Linked DNA regions of Triticum aestivum: region 2 is linked to region 1. A link is a contact called in public Hi-C data. All regions are on one chromosome and are shown on one strand. The core of a region is the stretch at or near the end of the contact, and the rest is flanking DNA. Distances in the headings are between cores, read along the strand shown. Region 1 has its middle 200 kb from the start of LOC123159337. Region 2 holds the start of LOC123157394 (probable inactive leucine-rich repeat receptor kinase XIAO).

Region 1 (6,598 bases), core at 3,040-5,539:
GTTGTAAGTGATAAGGTTGATCATTTGTGATAACACCGAGAGAAATCCTAGCAAAGCATCAAGAATATGGTCATGAACATGATAGGCAGAAAGGAAGCAGTCTTCTACCAGGATAAACCATAAACCCTAACCAGGAGAGGTCTCCAGATGGTCAATCTAATGCTCTACCCTTAGCTAGTAGCCAGTATTTATATATGTGGATTGGTAATCTCTAAAAGGGCATGTGGGAATAGAACCGTATGCAACTATTGGCGCCATTTACAGGCTTCCCCCCAAAAGTGGAATATTGCAAGATTATATTCTCCCATGTTTGGACAATGTGGCCACAAGATCTAGGGTTCTCCACCGTTCTGACCCTAGTTGAGTACAACAATATTAGCGTAATGGGGACCTCTTAAACAAGAATGCCCACACTAAGGAGGCAGCACAATATTAGTGTGCATTGCATAGGGTAGTAGTAGCTTAATTTGTCGGTTCTAGAGGCTTCTTAAATGTTCGAATTAGCCACGCAGCAAATAGGCACCCAAGCAACCCACTTGTGCTAGAAAACACGTGTACGCTTGGTGTAACTTTGCTTCCATTCAAAAGGATTTATTTTATGATTTAGACACCGCTACGTATTTTAGCTATTTTCTTGACATTGTGGCGGACCCACCATTGGGACGAGCCGGGGCAGCCGCCTCAGGTCGTCGGCAGCGGAGTATCGAACCCCAACTATGTATCTTTCCGCCAGCAGGCATCAGAACACAAAAAGCCAGCGGCGGCGGCACTGTTTCTCTGTTTCTGTGTGACTGCATCGAAGGGTTGAGGGAGAAATAGATTTGGGCTGATCCGCTGGGGACTGTGCTACGTTTTATAGTTAATATAGCCCACTGTATAGGCTCAAGTGCCCAATCAATCTGTACTGCAATCGATGAATGACAGAGAAGGAAATTCCCAGTCGATAGAGAAATCGCTTCCAGCCGTTCCCCTCGACCTAGCCAGACCTAGCCGTTCCCCAATTAATTTTGTAGATCTCGTTTGGAAATTAATATGGGATCATATTATGGCATAAATGAGCATTTCAAGCAAAAGAGTCCATGTTAGCAGTTTACTACTCCCTCCGTTCCATGATATAAGAAAGTTTTTGACACTAGTATAGTGTCAAAAACATTCTTATATTATGGGACGGAGGGAGTAGTTTTTAAAATCTTTCTTATTCTTTTGTTGTTGAATGCTACTTCCTCCACTCCTAAATATAAGATTTTTAGAGATTTCAATACGAAATACATTCGGATATATATAGACATGTTTTCGAATGTGGATTCACTCATTTTGCTTCATATGTAATCCGCATAGGAATCTCTAAAAAGACTTATATTTAGGAACGAAGAGAGTATGAATTTTGGTTGAATATAGTTACACTTGTGCCGACAAAAATTAGACGTTAAATGTTCGCCCCAGCTAACTCCAATTCCTGGGTCCGCCACTGACATATATACAGGGTTTTCTTTTGCTTTGCTTGTATAAAGGTTTAACTTAAACCTTAAAAGATGGTTTGAGACTTGAGAGGACGAGGAGTAAACAAATCCAATGAATATCAAAGGGATTAGTTGTTTTGTTAAACAATGAGCTAAAAACTTGTCTTGATTCATGGATTAAGAGTGTTTTATAAGTCAAAAGCATGCTCTTGGCTCGTCTATGTAGGCGCAAAATCTTATTTTACGAACGTTCTTCATTGATCGGTGCTTTTCTTCTTTGTTTTCTCAAATGCAGAAACTTCCGATATGTATAACGTGGAGGTTCATCGACCGAAACTTTAGTTACCAATGTGTGTAGGTCTGAACGAAATTCTGATACTCGAATCACGACCAGCAACTTTACAAGTTGTCTGCAACAAGGATTTGAATGCATCAGGTATATGGTCGTTGTTGTTGCTTTACAAGTAGACTGCAGGTGCCATATCGTATATGTAGTCACGTGAATGATGGTCCACAGTCCGCAAGCAGAATCGATACCTCCGGATGGGGAAATCCCAAATCATTTGGCCGGTGCGATAGTGCAAGAAGCTCCGTGTCGTTTTCTTTCCTACTTTTCTTTTTCCTCAAAAGAAACGAAAAACAAACACGTAGGTCGATAGAAGAAATAGAAATACAAACTTCAAATATGTATGGCTTTATTTAAGACGGATACTAGTAGAATTATGCATGCATCGATCCACTCTTCCATCAAGAGATGTTAGAGCATGTACAACCGGACTTTGTAAATCTGACCTTTCAAACGCCCGCGGACACGTTCGAACGTTCGCAGACAGTGACCGATCACGCTTTAAATATTTCATTCTATAGCTGAATACCTTAAATTAGAAATCTCAAATCTATATCATTACTTGCAACATAAACCGATCTTTAAGCGGAGCTCGTCCGGCTTCGCCGTGCGCATGTCTGGCGGCCGGCTGCACTCCCCAAAGTGTTGGCCCGGTCGCCGGTGAGGTAGAGTAGGACATGGGACACGAGCCGGCTCACGGGACTTAAGGCACCGCCGTTTTCCATGCTCTACTCTTCCTCATCGAAGTCTGAGACCCTGACATTGCCGGTGGACGTCAGATCGATGATGGATCCGTTCTGGGATGAGTCTGCAACATCCACGACGACGCGGTTGCGTTGCCCGGACTGGTGCACCATACGGAGCGCCGGAGAATGCGATTCAGCCTCGCCAACGTCCACCGCCGCGTGGCCTGCCGCCGCCTCTAGCGCCCGCTGCCTCGCATGGCGGGCATGCCGCACCACGTTTGCGTCGGACGACGCCCATGACGCGTCCTCCGCCTCGGTGCGCTAACGGAGAGTTTGCGCATCCGCCACCGCATTGGGACGCCAGATGGACCGCACGAGCCCCCGATGAGTCAGCAATGGCACACCCAGCGGCGGATCCATGCGCCATTTGGGCGGACGCAATGGATTCTTGACGGAAGGAGTCCGAACACCCGTCAGGCGGCCTCTTCATGGGAGCGGCGGAGCGCAAGCTGAAAAGGTCATCTCCTTCTCGGGGCCGCATGTGATGAGCTCGGGATCGACGGATCTAGGGGTGTAGGACTCGGATCTGTAGCCCGCCATGCTGGAGAAGACCGAAAATCGCCCGATGGAAGCTTGGGGCGGAGTGGAGCGAAGGGAAGTGGAGTGGTGTGGTTATTAGTGATTGGTCCGGGGAGCCAATGGGGAGGATTATATGTGGGGTCGGGTGGGTCAGTGTGCGCCGGGTCTGGCGTGACGGACGCTTCTGGCCTCGTCCTAATCCGTCCCATATTTGAGCCGGATATACGAGGGTGTAGGTCAGTCCGGGCGTTAAGGAGGATTTGAAGCGTTTGACCGGGTCAATTTTTTTGTGCCCAGACCGTCCGTCCGGGCGTAAGAGGAGGGTTTAAGGCACCCGGTCGCAGATACTCTTACGTACGTATGTGAGCTAGGCGTGCTTCATTTTTCATGGTCCGCCAGTAGCTTTGCTTTTGCGTGTGTGGCCGCACTGAAGTAAAATCCTCTCCCTCTCGATCCCGTGGAAGTGGATCGAACGTGCATGATTCCCATCTCCACTCAACACGTGCATTCGCAGGCGCGGCCACACGTACGTGATCGATCGTATGACCATCTGACCCGGTGGCTAGCCATGACTCGTATCGCCCCGACCGGCGACATGCATGTCAGGCGTGGTGAGGTGAAGACGTGCTGCACGAGTGCATGCATGCGCAATCACGCGGCTCCAGAGTTAGGCGGGTGACGACTCGTTGCACCCTGAGTGAAGAAGGGTATAAGCCGCAGATTAGCATGCCTAACTGATTAACTGATTACTTAATTAACCAGCAGGATATGTGATACCCGCGAAAGGCAAATCCATCGAGTGCGCGCTTTCGATCTCAGTGTCGGATATGTACGGCCATGGCACGCACGCTCGAATCTCGACCGAGCCGAGGGTCGACCTGAGTCAAGTCTCCGCGTGATCTCCGAACCGAAAGGCGTCGGAACTCTCTATCCGACCGACCGCCCAGCCGGACCAGCTGGCCTCCTAGCGCACCGCATCCCCATGCACACGCACGTAACTTCCTCGCATGACCACAGGAGGAACCCGCGCGCAACGGCCGGTCAGCAACCATCGAGTGACTCGTGCGGTGAAGCTGCCTGCATACGCGCATAGAGTTCGAACATCTTCTCTGTACAGGTGGATCTACGTACGACCTGCGGTCAACATACATGTTAGGCTTTCAGCTAGTCGGGATAACGGATAACCGGATAAGAAGAAAGCCTAAAAACGCAGCACGTGTCAGGTACGCTCGCCGTGCAGCGCATGCTCCGGTCATGACCTGTGCTACAGTCTACGCTACGTACGTACGTGCGTTCGCGTGCAGTCAAGAGCGATTTCGACAGCCGTCGCGCGCGCGCTCTCTCTGTCACGCACGCGTGTTTTCACCGTCCACGCCTCTCGCCAAATCGACCGGCCGTTCGAGGTACGTACATGGATGCCAGGTGGTAGGCTCACGCGGCCCTTGCATGGATTCGGTCGACGAATGCAATTTCGTATCCTACCGGCCGGCAGTCGGCGGAGAGGTTCCAGTCAAAACTCAGAGCACGAGCGACCTTGATAACTTGGCTTCACCAATGACACCTTGCGGATCATATATCCACACACAAAAAATCCCTACATGCATGTTGCATAGAGTGCTCCTGTCCATGCGAAAACATGGCTCGTGAGAACATCGACTGGTGCATGAACCCCTGCACCACCGCTGCATGCATGACCACCGCCTACGGGTGCAAATTCAGCCATGACACGCGCCGTTCTGCTCACACATGGTATTTGTGGGTTTCTACGTTTTCTATTTGTTGATGAAAAAGAAAGTTTACCCCCCGGCGTCTGTACCACCCGATGCACAAAAACATTGTGTGGCTGCCTATGTACCTAACCACTCAACTCACATACGTACGTCTATTCTATTTTGAAATCTGTCAGCAGCGACAAATAATATGGATAGAAGGGGGTAATATTTTTTATGACGGCTTTAATTCACTAATTATGTGTTAGTAGATTTCTTTTGTTCTTTGTTTTGTCATATATAAACCGTTAGAGACCTAGCCGTTGCTCCATCATAATCCCTCCGTTCGAAAATACTTGTCTAAAAAGGAATAAAACCGGATATATCTAGATGTATTTCAGTTCTAGATGCATCCCTTTTCATCCATTTTGATGATAAATATTTTCGGATGGAGGGAGTACTGGATAAGTCAATGACCCTCTGGAACACCGGAGTTTCTGACGGCAATTGTGGGCATGTTATGCTCACTTAACAACAAGTCTTAGCCGTCACCGAACACGCCCTGGAAAGTCAGCTCTTAAAAAAAATACTGTGCGAAATTTCCAACGTACACTCAAAGGAGGATTAATACCGTCCAAGAAAGTTGAACTGATTATAGGCTCACTTTTTGTCTGCAGTTTTTACTATCATATAGTGTGTAAAACTCCGTGCATGCAAACTCATACTTCCTCCGTCTGAAAAATACTTGTCGAAGAAATTGATAGAATTGGATGCAGCTAGAACTAAAATTCCAACATACACTCAAAGGAGGATTAATACCGTCAAAGAAAGTTCAACTGATTATAGGCTCACTTTTTGTCTGCAGTTTTTACCATCATATAGTGTGTAAAACTCCATGCATGCAAACCCATACTTCCTCCGTCTGAAAAATACTTATCGAAGAAATTGATAGAATTGGATGCAACTAGAACTAAAATTCCAACATACACTCAAAGGAGGATTAATACCGTCGAAGAAAGTTCAACTGATTATAGGCTCACCTTTTGTCTGCAGTTTTTACCATCATATAGCGTGTAAAACTCCATGCATGCAAACTCATACTTCCTCCATCTGAAAAATACTTGTCGAAGAAATTGATAGAATTGGATGCAGCTAGAACTAAACTATGTCTATATCATCCATTTCTTTGATAAGTATTTTTGAATGAAAAGTGAACTACTATATAGAAGTGTAATGTTTACTTGAAACAGAATTAGGCTAAGTACACCAAGAAATAAAATTTTCTCCTACATATCTTTTACGTCGCTGACCTATCTTTTAGAGCAACTAGCCATCCATACATATTCTGGGTTTCGGTATAACACGCGTCCATCTGCGCATGGCAGCGACGTTTAGCGACTAGACTGGCTTGACAGGTATGCATGTGCCATTCAAACTATTCAAGTCCAGAAGTCTTTGTAAGTCAAGAAACATATTAGAGCATCTAAAGCAGGACATAGCAAATATAATCTTTTAAACGTCCGTGGACGCGTCCGGTCAGTGATTAGATGTGTCCGGTTTGAGCCTTCATTTATCCGCCTGCGCAGGCATACTCCTCATTTTTCTTCTCATATGCCTGTCACTTGCACGTGATTGGTGAAGATGAAAAGAAATAAATAAAAGAATGAATAAAGAAAAAGAAAAGGTGGTTCGGGATAGGGTCGCATCCTACGTGGCGGAATGCCCGGGCGCGTCCGCGAGCCCTCATATCCTCCTCATATTTGAGATGTATATGCGGGTTCGTGGACAGCCCGGGCATATATGGATGATATCAGGGGT
Region 2 (6,598 bases), core at 2,576-5,075, 720 kb after region 1:
TCCTGCTCCATCGCATCAGGGCACTCCGCCTCCTCCTCCTCCTCCGGCGAGTGATCCGGGCACTCCGCCTCCTCCGGCGCGTGAGGGCACTCCGCCTCCTCCTCCGCCTTCTCTGGCACGTCGGAGCACTCTGCCTCCTCCTCCGCCTCATCCGGCGTGTCAGCGGACTCCGGCGCATCAGCAACGGCAGAATAGAGACGTCGCCGCTCCGGCGGCTAGCAGTACAAGAGGCGGGAAGAAAATCAGATTTGGTCCAAGCCTGAAGCCTCTTCCAAAGTTACCATATGAGAGGACTGACCATAAAACCAATGAAATCGTGTAAGCTGAAGTGCAGGCCCATTTTGTACGGAAACCTCCACTTCTGAAGGAAATGGTAGATCCGGTGAAAGCGAAGCGCACTCTTGATGCCCTAAAGCGACCACCACCGCCTCCACCGGATTCCAACTATGTCCGCTGTATTAAAAATACATATGAAGATGCGCAGTGGTCGGGAAGTACTTCCAGTGATGCAAGATTAGCACAACAAAGAAGTGAGAAAACAATTCCCCATCTTGGCAAACAGGCGAAGCAATCGTGTCCCCCGCTCAAGGTGTCTAGCGATATCGTCGCTAATCATCCGGGACTATTGCCCGGTACCAATCTTGGTGATGACCTGAGCAATGATGTAGAGTTTGAAACGTTAGAGGCAGTAGAGATCTTTAGATACGAATACGGGAAGCCTCTTGTCAAACCTGATCATCCTCTTCTAACAACGATGATGCGAAGATTGCATGAATGGTGGATGGATACCTGCAGGAAGTCTGGGAAGGATAGTATGATGGTGAGAAATAAAGATGAGCACGGCCTCATTGGAGTTGAGGTATTGCCTATTGAATTTGTGGAGTTATTTCAGTTATTCAATCAAGACGCCCTCGACAAACAACTCATGACTTGCTACTGTCTGTAAGTATACTTATGTAATTAAGTCTGTATAGCTCAGCTCTTTCATTACATGTATATATAATTATCCTCACTATATTATGCAGATTGAAGATCATCGAATGCAAAAAAGACAAATCTATGACATTGGGTTCATTAAACCAAATACCGTAAATGAATGGTTGGTTAAAAAGAGAGTCAAATATACTGAGGACAACTTGCTACAATCGTTACTTCGACATCAAAAAAAAAGGGGAAATACTTTTTCCTTACAACTTCAAGTGAGTGTTACTATCTTGTGCATATTCGGTTTCGCTTACTCAAGGTTATAGTAATGTAATTGATGAGTTATGCGTGCGCAGTTTTCACTTTATTCTGCTAGAGATTAAGCTTGACCGAGGAGTAGTAGTTGTCTTAGACTCGAGACGTAAAGATCCCCAAGAGTATGCGGACATGACTGCAATGCTCCAGAAGTAAGTTCAATCGATCATTATCGCACCATATCGTAACTTTCATTCATTTGCTGATATTAAGTAATCATTTCCTTTGCCTGGCAGGGTTTAGAAACAATTCACCGGAATGGTTCCGCGTCTGTAGAAGGAGCTGCGATTTACACAACCCAAAGTAAGTATTACAATACCATTATCATGCTTCATTATCAGTTTGATTGAACTCTATTCTCGTAAAGTGCTTGTGGCAGGAAGGCATGAATAATTTATGTGGATACTACGTTTACGAGTTCATCCGCCACTCGACCTCTGAGCGAGGCTACTCTGACAAACAATATGAAGTACGTAAACAATATTCACAATTTTGTTTTTATTACCATCAATTGTGTTGAGTTTCATTCATATATATGTTTTTACCCCCTTCTTTAAATTAGTTGTGGCAGATGCGGGATTAATTCCTACCACATGATCGCATACGAGCAATTCAACGGGAATTGACGGAATTCTTTCTTGACCACGCCATACATAAAGGCGGAGAATGCCATGTGGAAGTTGAAATTGATTTTAGATGTTAGGGATTGTAAGAGATGTTATATTGTATATATGTAGTAGTGTTGGATAGATATATACGGAAATTTGTTGCTCGACCAAACTCGGAGAAAGAGAGGTCACTTCTCTCTGTATATGTTCATGACGATCTTGTGTAATTAATGGTTCCTTCATTTGCTTACTAACTAGCGTGTCGAGTTCTCTCTATACGTACAGTAGTTAGCGTCGATCAAGCACGGAGGAAGAGAGGTCACTTCTCTCTATTAGCTAGCTAACACTATGAACCCCCCCCCCCCTTCAAAAGAAAATCCAACGCGTGCGTGCTGCTGACGCGTTGTTGCCTTTTGGTCCCGGTTGGTGTTACCAACCAGGAGTAAAGGTCCTCCTGCCTGGGCGCCCCGCGGCGGCCACGTGGAGCCCCTTCTGTCCCGATTCGTAAGCAAACCGGGACTAAAAGTTTGGGGCTTTATTTCCGTTTGATTTGCCCCGGTTTCAGAACCGGGACTAAAGACCCTCTGGAACCGGGATTCGTACCCTTTTTTCTACTAGTGAACGGCTCTCGTGGGCGTGTGTCCGCGATGTCTTGAAAAGTCAGCTGCACTTTTTAGAATTTGGTCAGATTTATTATCAAAGTTCACCAAAGTATAAAACACCTCAAACATAATAAAAATTACATCGAGATATTGAGACCAGCGAACAATCACAAGCGGCTGTTCGATAATGTCGCGGCTCTGTGCGGGCTTACCAAGCCCGGTGGCAGCAAGGTCAGGAGAGAGGAGGGGAGAGGCTGTCGGCGGTATAGGGTTTGGACTTTGGAGCCGCCCGAGTCGCCCAAGGAGGGACGCAGGGGCGAAGAGGGCGCGAGCTACCAAGTCAACCTTATCGACACATTCACGAGCTCACTAAAGGGAGCATGCAATGCAGCAGCGGCCGGCTCAGAGGCATGCACGCACCAATGCGCTACTGATTTTGTACAGACCAGACCTGAGATACAACACTAGTGTCGCGCGCGATCTGGAGCTGCCTACATGAAAACTGAAATCCAGCGGGACACGTACAGTTTCTGTACACTAACCAGCAGCGAGGCGTCCTCGATGCAGGAGCCCTTCAGCTAACCTGCTGGCCGTTGTAGTAAATTGACACCTCTTGCGACAAGTATTTATGCACCATGTCCCCGGCCTGCATGGCCGAACGAAGCAAAAAAGAAACAACAACGTACCCGAAGCCGCGTCGAGATCGGGCAATATCAGTACTAACAGCCATAGATCAAGGCCGAACCATGCAGCTGCACTTACAGTCTGTCTGTGTGTTCACATTTACAAATTGTACGCTTTAGAGTTGGATTATGTATTCTACTGTTGATCTCTGTATTTGGATGGATTACATGCGGGGGTTGCATTCACGCACGCACCTGTATGGCTTCAGTCTTTGTGATTTGTCATAGCACCCATGGACTTAGCATCATGTCATGCACACTTGGAGTTCACTGCACTGGAAGCTAGCTAAGCTAGCAGCAGGCCATGCTATCTAGGGAACGGAGATGAGAAAGGTGGTGAACCAAGAGCCATGGTTATTCTACTTAACCTGATGCTGGGACATTAGAGTAAAGCAGGGACAAGTAATGCACTTTTTGTCTCTCTTGTTCCAACCCATCATTAGGAAGGAACAAACAAACCACAACCAAACAAGCGCAGTGGAGATAGATAGATGCTCATCCCAAATGCTGTGCCAAATCCTCTCGCTTTTCTCCTTCCTGAAAATAAACGGCATGGCATCCTCTCACCTTTTGGCTTTTGCCTCTCTTCTCCCCAGGAAAGCTGGACAATCATCAGGACCAGGACCCGAATTAAAATGTGGTTGTTCTCTTGCTATTCACTCCTCACCATTGACGTCCATGGCTCTGCGCCCCTGCCTCCATCTGCAGCACGGCTTTCAAAGCGCACCGCACTCCAAAAATTAACCTCTGGCAATTGGGCCCACCGAGCAGGGTGTCCCACTTGTCCGTGAGCGACAGTATGCAGTCGGGTGGGACCCGCCACACCTCACCACGCGCATGGTTATCAAGGCAGAGCCCCATCCCCAGCGCGTTCTTCACCACCCAACGCCGCGCTGAACTCCTTCTCCGGCAGCGACGCTTTCCTTACTGATACACCACCGCCTCGCGGCCTCGCCTCGAGAGCCCAATGGCCGCGCGCATGACGCGGCGCCCTGTCGTCTTGCTGCTCCTCGCTGCCGCCATTCTCGCGGTTGCGGTACAGCCGGCGGCAGCGACGCTGCATCCGGTGGACTACCTGGCGCTGCAGGCCGTCCGGCGCGCGCTCTCCGACCTGCCGGGCTCCGGCTTCTTCGCTTCGTGGGACTTCACCGGAGACCCCTGCGGCTTCGCGGGGGTCTCCTGCTCCGGCGACGGCCGGGTCGTCACGCTGGCCCTCGGGGACCCGCGAGCCGGCGCACCGGGCCTCTCGGGCGCATTCCCCTCTGCCGCGCTCGCGCGTCTCTCCGCGCTTAGCTCGCTCTCGCTCGTCCCCGGCCGCGTATCCGGGGGGTTATCCTCCGCCGTCGCGGCGCTCCCGTCGCTCCGCTTCCTCGCTTTGTCTGGGAACCTCATCTCCGGCAACCTCCCCGGAGCATTCTCCCCTGCTCTTCGGACGGTTGATCTCAGCAAGAACTCCTTCTCCGGCAGGATACCCTCGTCGCTGCTCCATATCAGGAGTCTCCGAACGCTCGTCCTCTCCCACAACTCCCTCTCCGGCGAGATCCCCAAGACTGTGAGTTCGCCGCTGGTCCACCTCGACCTCAGGAACAATCGCCTATCCGGCGGCGTACCGCCGCTCCCGATGACGGTCGTGTACCTCAGTCTCGCCGGGAACAGGCTCTCCGGCCGCGTGGGCGGCGTCCTTCGCAGACTGACGAGGCTGTCGTTTCTTGACCTCGGCGGGAACTGGTTCTCCGGCGAGGTGCCCGGAGAAGTTTTCTCGTTCCGGATTGGGTACCTGCAGCTGCGCAAGAATGCCTTCTCTGGCGAGCTCCGGCCGGCGGGGAGGTTGCCTTCGGGCGCCACGGTGGACCTCAGCCACAACGCGCTATCCGGGCGGGTGCCGGCGGAGCTGGCGAGCGCGGCCGCAGTGTACCTGAACGGGAACAAGTTTGCTGGCGCGGTGCCGGCGGAGATTGTGGCGGCGGCGGAGGGCGGGCGCATGCGGGTGCTCTTCCTTCAAGACAACTTCCTGACCGGCATCAGCATGCGCGGCGTGCCGTCGAACGCAGCGGTATGTGCACACTGGAACTGTGTTGCGCCGCCGCCAACCGTGGTGGCCGCGTGCCCCGCCAAGGGCGGCAGGGGCCGGCGCCGGCCGCCGGCTCAGTGCGGCGGGAGGAGGGGGTAAGGAAGGAAATGTTTAAGGCTTCTGGGGTGGTTTAGTGGGTAATGATGGTGTCATAGCTCATGACACAGGTGAAAAAACAATTTTTGGTGTATATTTTGTGATCTTCCTTTAGATATACGGCCGTAGTTTGTCAGTTTTACACATGTAAGGTGGATCTGGTGTGTTTCAGACTTTCAGTAGAGAAACTTTGTGCACAGAAATGTTCGGCCCTGCTATGTTATCTCTAGTGATTTGTTGCTCAATGGTTCGAATTGTTACAAAGTGCATCTCGTATTGACTAGTAATTGTACCAGTTGTTCTGCAATTATTCTTAGTGAACTACGTACTACTCCTCTGCAATTTCGATACGGAGGGGTATTATTCTGTACATTGCAGGACTGTAGAATAATTCAGCACAATTGGACGTAGGGTGCTACGCGGTTTATGAATGGAGTAACTGGTTTGCTACATTTGGTCTCGAATCCTAGTTGTGCAGGGTGGTTGGTATTTCCTCCGTTCGAAAATGTTTGTCATCAAAATGGATAAGAAAGGATGTATCTAGGCCGTGTTCGGAATCCATCCTCTCTGCTTCCACTCCGCGGAGTTGTGGTGCTCAATTTAGGCCGCTCCGTAAAAATGAGCTAGAGGCTCGTGCGCTTCGGAGCGGAGTGGAGGGAGCGGAGAGGAGCCGAACACGGCCCTAAAATGACAAGTATTTCCGGGACGGAGAGAGTAGTTTGGAAGTAGAAAAACGAAAAACACACAGATGTATTGTTCTTCTCTAATTTGATGGCTTGGGTCAGAAACACTACCAAAGCATATTCTCATGTGAACATTGCCAGGCAAGTTAAACAACAACTCTCATCCCTTTTTCACTTGTTCTTCCCTCCTTTCTCCTTTGCACAACACTTTGGGAAGTGAAGAAGAACTCACCAGAATGATCTACGGTATCTCCAACAACAATCTACAAAAAACCTCCCGCATCCCTGTCCGCGGATACGGATGCGGAAGGCAGCCATCCAACGCTAATCACATACATTTTCACAACAACTCAAATCAATCGGACGAAATTCGTGCAGGATTTCATGCAAACTCGACCGGATTTCATACAAACATGACAGATTTCATACAAACCAGACACAAACGGTTACATTGTGGATATATATTTTGACTAAAAGGTTAAAACTATGTGCACGTACAGTCGCGCAGAGCTCCACTCCCATGGTGCAGATACACTACACTAGTCTATGGCTGGCCGTCTAGAGCGGTTCGGACTCCCGCAAACCTCTCATATTTTTGTCTCCGATTTGTAAGAGA

Evidence for each region. A called contact is a pair of places that touch in the nucleus more often than the background predicts.
Region 2: a Hi-C map of leaf shows a contact between it and region 1, with 4 times the contacts expected there. The contact joins the promoter of LOC123157394 here to the enhancer-like site in region 1. A contact is called at or near these places in 3 of 5 Hi-C or Micro-C datasets (all in leaf).

The regions. Positions count from the first base shown.
Region 1 is chr7B:487,729,747-487,736,344 of IWGSC CS RefSeq v2.1, forward strand. No RefSeq gene overlaps it. Among protein-coding and RNA genes, the nearest start is that of LOC123159337, 200 kb to the right of the region's middle. Within about 2 kb of position 4,290, at least 1 of the 8 cell types and tissues checked has an H3K27ac peak or open chromatin away from gene starts, as enhancers often do. A contact at or near this core is called in leaf, where this site is marked.
Region 2 is chr7B:488,451,819-488,458,416 of IWGSC CS RefSeq v2.1, forward strand. LOC123157394 (probable inactive leucine-rich repeat receptor kinase XIAO) reads left to right here and starts at 3,826. Exons shown (of 1, transcript XM_044575670.1): 1 at 3,826-5,563. The coding sequence starts at 4,100. The coding sequence ends at 5,302.